Regions from separate parts of the Macaca mulatta genome. Here region 1 is linked to region 2. Evidence: chromatin contacts called from public Hi-C data. All regions are on one chromosome and are shown on one strand. The core of a region is the stretch at or near the end of the contact, and the rest is flanking DNA. Distances in the headings are between cores, read along the strand shown. Region 1 has its middle 14 kb from the start of RHBDF2. Region 2 overlaps UBE2O (ubiquitin conjugating enzyme E2 O).

Region 1 (3,651 bases), core at 121-2,620, 120 kb before region 2:
AAATTATTTAACACAGTTTTTTGTTTTTCTTTTTGTTTTAGAGACAGGGTCTCACTCTGTCACCCAGGCTGGAGTATGGTGGTGCAATCACAGCTCACTGCAGCCTCGACCTCCAGGGCTCAGCCTCCTGAGTAGCTGAGCCTCCTGAGTAGCTGAGACTACAGGCGTATGTACACCACAGTGCCTGGCCTTATACAAAGTTTTTGAAGTAGCATTCCTGGGAATTCTATATGATTACAAAGGCAATATGTATAAGATGACAGCAAGAGTGAAAAAAAAAAAAACAGGCTGGGCGCGGTCGCTAACGCCTGTAATCCCAGCACTTTGGGAGGCCGAGATGGGCAGATTACCTGAGGTCAGGGGTTCAAGACCAGCCTGGCCAATATGGTGAAACCCTGTCTCTACTAAAAATACAAAAATTAGCTGGGCATGGTGTCAAGTGGCTATAGTCCCAGCTACTTGGGAGGCTGAGGCAGGAGAATCGCTTGAACCCGGGAGGCGGAGGTTGAAGTAAGCCAAGATCGCACCACTGCACTCCAGTCTGGGTAACAGAGCAAGACTCCGTCTCAAACAACAACAACAAAACAAAGGCAGCCGGGTGCGGTGGCTCAGGCCTGTAATCCCAGCACTTCAGGAGTGCGAAGTAGGCAGATCACAAGGTCAGGAGTTCGAGACCAGCCTGGTCTCGAACATAGTGAAACCCCATCTCTACTAAAAATACAAAAATTAGCTGGGTGTGGTGGCAGGTGCCTGTAATTCCAGCTACTCAGGAGGCTGAGGCAGGAGAATTGCTTAAAAACCCGGGGGCGAAGGTTGCAGTGAGCCAAGATCACACCACTGTACTCCAGCCTGGGCAACAGAGCAAGACTCTGTCTCAGAAAAAAAAAAAAAAAAAAAAAAAACATTGCAGGAAATTTGAGGGGGAAAGAAAAGCACAAAGGGAGGTATCCAGGAAGCGGTTGGAGACTGGTCTGAAGCAGGACAGAAGTCAGGGCTGTGACAATAAAAGTCCCCTATGATCCCTCCACCTGAGAGTCCCTGTCAGTGTTTTCCTGTAAATACTGGCAGTGGTTTTCCTGTGCACGCGCACATTTTACGCGGCACACACACTACATTTTATGTTACTCCAGGATCTTAGCACGCATATTGGTTTTAGTGAAGAAGCCTCCAGCAGTTTCGCAAGTGAGTGGGTTTCGGTTCAGGTCACACGGGGATGATAGTAGCAGTTGACTCAGTGGCAGCGCATGTGGGTCTGACAAGTTCCCAAGGCTTTCTGGCTGGTCCCCAGTTTAGTGTGAAATGAGCCAGGAAAGAAAGCTATCATCTCTCCCGGCGACTGCAAAGCCTCCTCCCAGTTGTCGGCCTCCGCTCTGCCCTCCCACGTTGTGGTCTCCACGCAGGGCCCAGGAAATGCTTTCATCATATGAATCAGATCGCGTGGACTCCTCCCTGTCCCATCAAAACCCTGCCCTAGCTTACTGAAGTCACAGCCAAACAGAAAACAGAGTCCTGGCCTGGCTCACTAGCCCGCCTGAGTTGGCCCGGGCCATCTTTCCAGGCTGATTTCTCCTCCTGGTTCCCCTTCTCGCCTTCCTTTTTTTTTTTTTTTTTTTTTTTTTTGGTGAGACAGAGTCTCACTCTGTAGCCCAGGCTGGAGTGCAGTGGCATGATCTCAGCTCACTGCAACCTCTGCCTCCCAGGTTCAAGTGATTCTCCTGCCTCAGCCTTCTGAGTAGCTGGGACTACAGGGCAAGCTACCACACCCGGCTAATTTTTGTATTTATAGTAGAAATGGGGTTTCACCATGTTGGTCAGGCTAGTCTTGAACTCCTAACCTCCGGTGATCCACCCAATTCAGCCTCCCAAAGTGCTGGGATTACAGGTGTGAGCCACTGTGCCCGGCCTAATGCAGTATCTCTCTCTCTCTTTTTTTTTTTTTTTTTTGAGACAGAGTCTTGCTCTGTCACCCAGGCTGGAGTGCAGTGGTGTGATCTCGGCTCATTGCAACCTCTACCTCCCAGGCTCAAGCAATTCTCCTGCCTCAGCTGCCCGAGTAGCTGGGATTACAGGCACCTGCCACCACGCCCAGCTAATTTTTGTATTTTTAGTAGAGACAGGGTTTCACTGTGTTGGCCAGGCTGGTCTCAAACTCCTGACCTCAAGTGATCCACCTGCCTTTGCCTCCCAAAGTACTGGGATTACAGGTGTGAGCCACCACGTCTGGCGACAGTAACTCTTAAAATCAAAATTAGCCGGGTACAGTGGCTCACACGCATAGCCCCAGCTACTTGGGAGGCTGAGGTGGGAGAATCACTTGAGCCTAGGAATTTGAGACCAGCCTGGGCAACATAGCAAGACTCTCTCTCAAAAAACGAAACAAACAACAACAAAAATATGCTCCCCCCACCAAAATCCATGATGAAAAAAATGCCAAAATTTTAAATACAGTGAGGATCCCTTTTCCCCGTCCCTCTATCCTCACTGTCTGGCCCTCCTGCCCACAGCCCACACTTGGGAAATATGGCTGAATGAATTAGAAGAGCAGGGGAAGAAACTGAACATAAGTCAGGCGGAGGCAAAGAGCAAGAAGCAAGTGGGGTGGCTCATGGGGACTGCTCAATGAGACCTCCCACCCGGGGATCAGGCTGGGGTCCTGAGGAGCCCCCTTCCCCTGCCTGGCTAGCAGGTCCTGAAAGAAGTGAAGGAAGAGACCGGCTGGGGGCCCCATGATGGGGCAGGGACCTGGGGGTTCTGCCTCCAGGAGAGCCGGGAGCGCAGGCCAGAAAAGCCTGTTACAACTATAATCCCAGCCTTTGGGAGGCTGAGGCAGGTGGATCACCTGAGGTCAGGTGTTTGAGACCAGCCTGGCCAACATGGCAAAACCCTGTCTCTAATAAAAATACAAAAATTAGCTGTGCATGGTGATGGGTGCCTATAATCTCAACTATTTAGGAGGCTGAGGCAGGAGAATTGCTTGAACCCAAGAGGCAGAGGTTGCAGTGAGCCAAGATTATGCCACTGCACTCCAGCCTGGGCGGCGAGCAGACTCCATTTCAAAAAAAAAAAAACCAGCAGAAATTGATTATCTCAGGGTGCTGGAGGCCACAGGTCTGAAGTCAAGGTGGGGGCCAGGGCCACGCTCCCTCCGAAGCCTCTGGGAAGGATCCTTCCTCACCTCTGCCAGCCTTTGGTGGCCCCAGGAGCTCTTGGCCCAGGCCAGCGTCACTCCAGCCTCTGTCTCCGCAGTCATGTGGCCTTCCCTGTGCATTGCTCTTGTCTCAAGTCTCTCTCTGTGTTTGTCTTCTAAGGACACATGTCACTGGATTTAGGGCTCACCCTCAATCTGGGATGGTCTCATCTTGAGACCCTCAGCTTAGTCACATCTGCAATGACCTTTTTCCAAAAAGGTCACATGCACAGGTTCCTGGGACTCATATCTCTGGGGGCCACCATTTAGCCCACTACCCTTGTGGACTGGGAGGAAGGAGCCAGGGAAGAGGCAGGGATCTGCCACCCAGAGTTCCTTTCCCCTCCTCCTCTTGAGCCCTTTGGGAGCTGGGCCCTTCTGATCTGGGTGCCAGAGCAGACAGGTAGGGCCTGCCCGAGGAAGCATCCATCCCCAAGGACGAAGAACATAGTAAGCAAACATGT
Region 2 (3,580 bases), core at 14-2,513:
TTCCTGCTAAAAGAAGGCAGAGATGACAGGCTGCACTCGGCAGAGCAGGACGCAGATGATGAGGCTGCTGACGACACGGACGACACCAGCTCAGTGACCTCCTCTGCCAGCTCCACCACTTCCTCCCAGAGCGGCAGTGGCACGAGTCGCAAAAAGAGCATCCCCTTGTCCATCAAGAACTTAAAGCGCAAACACAAGAGGAAGAAGAATAAAATCACTCGAGATTTCAAGCCAGGGGACAGGTAAACTCAGAGTTGTGCCCCTCCCCAGTGGCGTCAGCGTGAAGCCAGGCAGAGTGCGCGTCCCCTGGGTGTGCGTGCCTGTGCTCGCACACACACCTCTGCATGCCTTGTAGTGGCTCAGGGACGCCCATCCGAGACAGCGTAGGTGCCTGGGGTAGGCCCTGGTGGAAAGCGGAGACTGAGGAGTGGTGCAGAGGGTGGGATGGTGGTGGCCTTAAGCTTGGCCTTCTGGGAACACATTTGCCTGAGCTCTCCCAAGTGGGTCTCGTTCTCAGAGAGTGCATGGCCTCGGAACCCTGGGTGAGCTTCCTGTGCACCAGAAACTCATCCTGCCAACTTGGGATTCGGAGTTTCAGGTTACTAAGCCCACAGGGACAGGAAGGGACAAAAAGATTCTCTGCCCTTTCCGTGGGCGGGGGTGGCGTTTGCATGGCCTGCTGACTGGCCTGCATCCGGCAGGGTGGCAGTGGAGGTGGTGACCACGATGACCTCAGCCGACGTGATGTGGCAGGATGGCTCTGTGGAATGCAACATCCGCTCCAACGACCTCTTTCCTGTGCACCACCTGGACAACAACGAGTTCTGCCCCGGAGACTTCGTGGTAGATAAGCGAGGTAGTGCCAGCTCTGGAAGGGCAGCCAGCAGGGTGGTTGCCAGTGAGGGCCCAGGTTGGGGCTTGTGGAGAATGGGCAGTGGATCTGGGGTCAGAGCTAAAATGAGGTCCAGAAGGGGACTGCCCTCATGAAGGGGTCTCACCACTTCCAAGACAGGGGAAGGTCACAGTTTGCACCCTGCACTGGCTTGAGATGTCGGCTCCTTAGCCGGGATCCCTTAGCTAGTCACGTCCCTTCCTCTGGTTCCCTAGTCCAGAGCTGTCCAGACCCTGCTGTCTACGGCGTGGTACAGTCTGGGGACCACCTCGGCCGCACCTGCATGGTGAAGTGGTTCAAGCTGCGGCCGAGTGGGGACGACGTGGAGGTGTGTGCAGCCCCTACTGCTTTCTTCAGGTGGGCTCTGGGGTTAGGTGTAGGACCCGTAGCTCATGACAACCTGTCCTGTGCCACAGCTGATTGGAGAAGAGGAAGACGTGAGTGTTTACGACATTGCTGACCACCCTGACTTTAGGTTCCGTACAACTGACATCGTCATCCGCATCGGCAATACTGAGGACGGGGCTCCTCACAAGGAGGATGAGGTGTGCCTTCCAATTCAAGTTCTGGACCGCTGCTCACTGCCCTGTGCACCAGCTGCAGTCCCTGATGCTGCCACCAGGTGGCTCTAGGAGACAAGACCTGAAAGTCCTCTGGGCTCAGTGTCCCCAGGGCAGCTGCCCCAAAGTCAAGCTGCTGCTCAGCCCTAGCAGCTGCAGAAGGACTTGTTTCCCTGCCTCGCTTCTGGGGTCAGGCTTCTTCAGCTGCCGCTGGTTACGTTTACCAGAGGAGCTAAGTTCTTGTCACGAGCTGGGTGGGCATGATGTCAGTCACTGCAGAGCACAGGAGGGGCTGGGGAGCTGGAGCTTGAGCTGGACCCCCTGACTTTGTCCCCTTTGCCCGGCAGCCATCGGTGGGCCAGGTGGCCCGTGTGGACGTCAGCAGCAAGGTGGAGGTGGTGTGGGCTGACAACTCAAAGACCATCATCCTGCCCCAGGTGAGGCTCTGGCAAGACCCCCCACTGGGCTTGTGACTATGGCAGCTTGGGCTGGGGACCATAGTCGTGTAGCCAGAAGATGGGCTCTCAGGTCTTCCTGGTGAGATCTCAGCAAAAGCATGAGGGGGCAAGGCAGGCATTCCACACAGCCCTTGGTGCAGGGTTGGGGGCAGCCCGCAGTTGGCCCACCAGCCTCGCTTCTCCCAGCAGTCTCTTCCCGGCCATCCATCGCTGGTGCATGTAGACTTTCACAGACCTCCAGGATTTTCCTGGATTGTCAGCTCACTGTGCTGCGAAGAATGCAAGTTCCCTCCTAAAAGGAGATGGAAACTTTCCTACCACCGTTTCTAGAAAGCTCTAACAGAGAAGGAGAGAAAGGAGCTGGTGCAGTTCTAACCCCAGCTGCTGGGTCCTGAGCAGAAGAGCTACATGGGCTCTCCTTCCCTCGCCTCCTGGTTGGAGCCACACAGCCCAGCTTTCCTCTCCTGGTCCACACAGGGGCGGGAGTGGGAGTGGGAATGGCTTGCCCCATCACCTTAACGGCCATTCCAGGGAAGGCAGCAAGATGTGTCGGCCCTTCCACATGTCCCCTCCTGTCATATGTTCCCAGCTCCCAGCGCAGCCCCACACAGACCTCCTTGGCTGTATCATCAGCTGACCCTGAGCTTTTCAGGTGTAGGGCTGGGCCTGCCAAGGTCCCCTACTGCCTTGGGCAGATGCTGACCAAGTGCACAGAGCAGGAGCAGAGGCTGGAACAGACCACTGGCTGGGGCTTTGGGTCCGGCTTAGGGGTGGCACAGGTGAAGGGCCTCTCCCAGAGACCTAGGGACTGCAAAATCCAGAGCAGAGGGCGGGGAAAGAATGGAATGAGGTTGCCAAGGCCTCATGAGCCCAGTCCCCATCAGCTGTGAAGGTCATGGATCCCCAGAGCTCCTCCTTAGTGGTGGGGAGGTGACTTCCTGTCTGCATTACCCTGGCACTTCCTTCTGCCCCCAGCACTTGTACAACATCGAGTCTGAGATTGAGGAGTCAGACTACGATTCGGTAGAAGGCAGCACCAGCGGGGCATCCTCGGATGAATGGGAAGATGATAGTGACAGCTGGGAGACGGACAATGGGCTGGTGGAGGATGAGCACCCCAAGATAGAGGAGCCCCCCATCCTACCCCTAGAGCAGCCAGCGGCCCCTGAGGAGGACAAGGGAGTGGTGATCAGTGAAGAGGCAGCCACAGCTGCTGTCCAAGGGGCTGTGGCCATGGCCGCCCCCATGGCCGGGCTGATGGAGAAGGCTGGCAAGGACGGGCCACCCAAGAGCTTCCGGGAGTTGAAAGAGGCCATCAAAATCCTGGAAAGCCTCAAGAACATGACCGTGGAGCAGCTGCTGACAGGCTCGCCCACCTCTCCGACTGTGGAGCCTGAGAAGCCAACTCGGGAGAAGAAGTTTCTAGATGACATTAAGAAGCTACAGGAAAACCTCAAGAAGACCCTGGACAATGTGGCCATTGCAGAGGAGGAGAAGATGGAGGCAGTGCCCGACGTAGAGCGCAAGGAGGACAAGCCCGAGGGGCAGTCACCTGTGAAGGCTGAGTGGCCCAGCGAGACCCCGGTGCTCTGCCAGCAGTGTGGTGGCAAGCCTGGTGTCACCTTCACCAGCGCCAAGGGCGAGGTCTTCTCCGTGCTGGAGTTTGCACC

Evidence for each region. A called contact is a pair of places that touch in the nucleus more often than the background predicts.
Region 1: a Hi-C map of CD4 T cells shows a contact between it and region 2, with 3 times the contacts expected there. The contact joins two enhancer-like sites. A contact is called at or near these places in 4 of 14 Hi-C or Micro-C datasets (CD4 T cells, fetal cortex germinal zone, fetal cortical plate and 1 more).

What each region holds. Positions count from the first base shown.
Region 1 is chr16:86,266,555-86,270,205 of T2T-MMU8v2.0, reverse strand. No RefSeq gene overlaps it. Among named protein-coding and RNA genes, the nearest start is that of RHBDF2, 14 kb to the right of the region's middle. Within about 2 kb of position 1,370, at least 14 of the 40 cell types and tissues checked have an H3K27ac peak or open chromatin away from gene starts, as enhancers often do. A contact at or near this core is called in CD4 T cells, where this site is marked.
Region 2 is chr16:86,145,579-86,149,158 of T2T-MMU8v2.0, reverse strand. UBE2O (ubiquitin conjugating enzyme E2 O) reads left to right here. Exons shown (of 18, transcript XM_077972831.1): 9 at 1-242; 10 at 702-856; 11 at 1,108-1,220; 12 at 1,309-1,455; 13 at 1,800-1,889; 14 at 2,886-3,580. Among named protein-coding and RNA genes, the nearest start is that of SPHK1, 15 kb to the right of the region's middle. Within about 2 kb of position 1,263, at least 2 of the 40 cell types and tissues checked have an H3K27ac peak or open chromatin away from gene starts, as enhancers often do. A contact at or near this core is called in CD4 T cells, where this site is marked.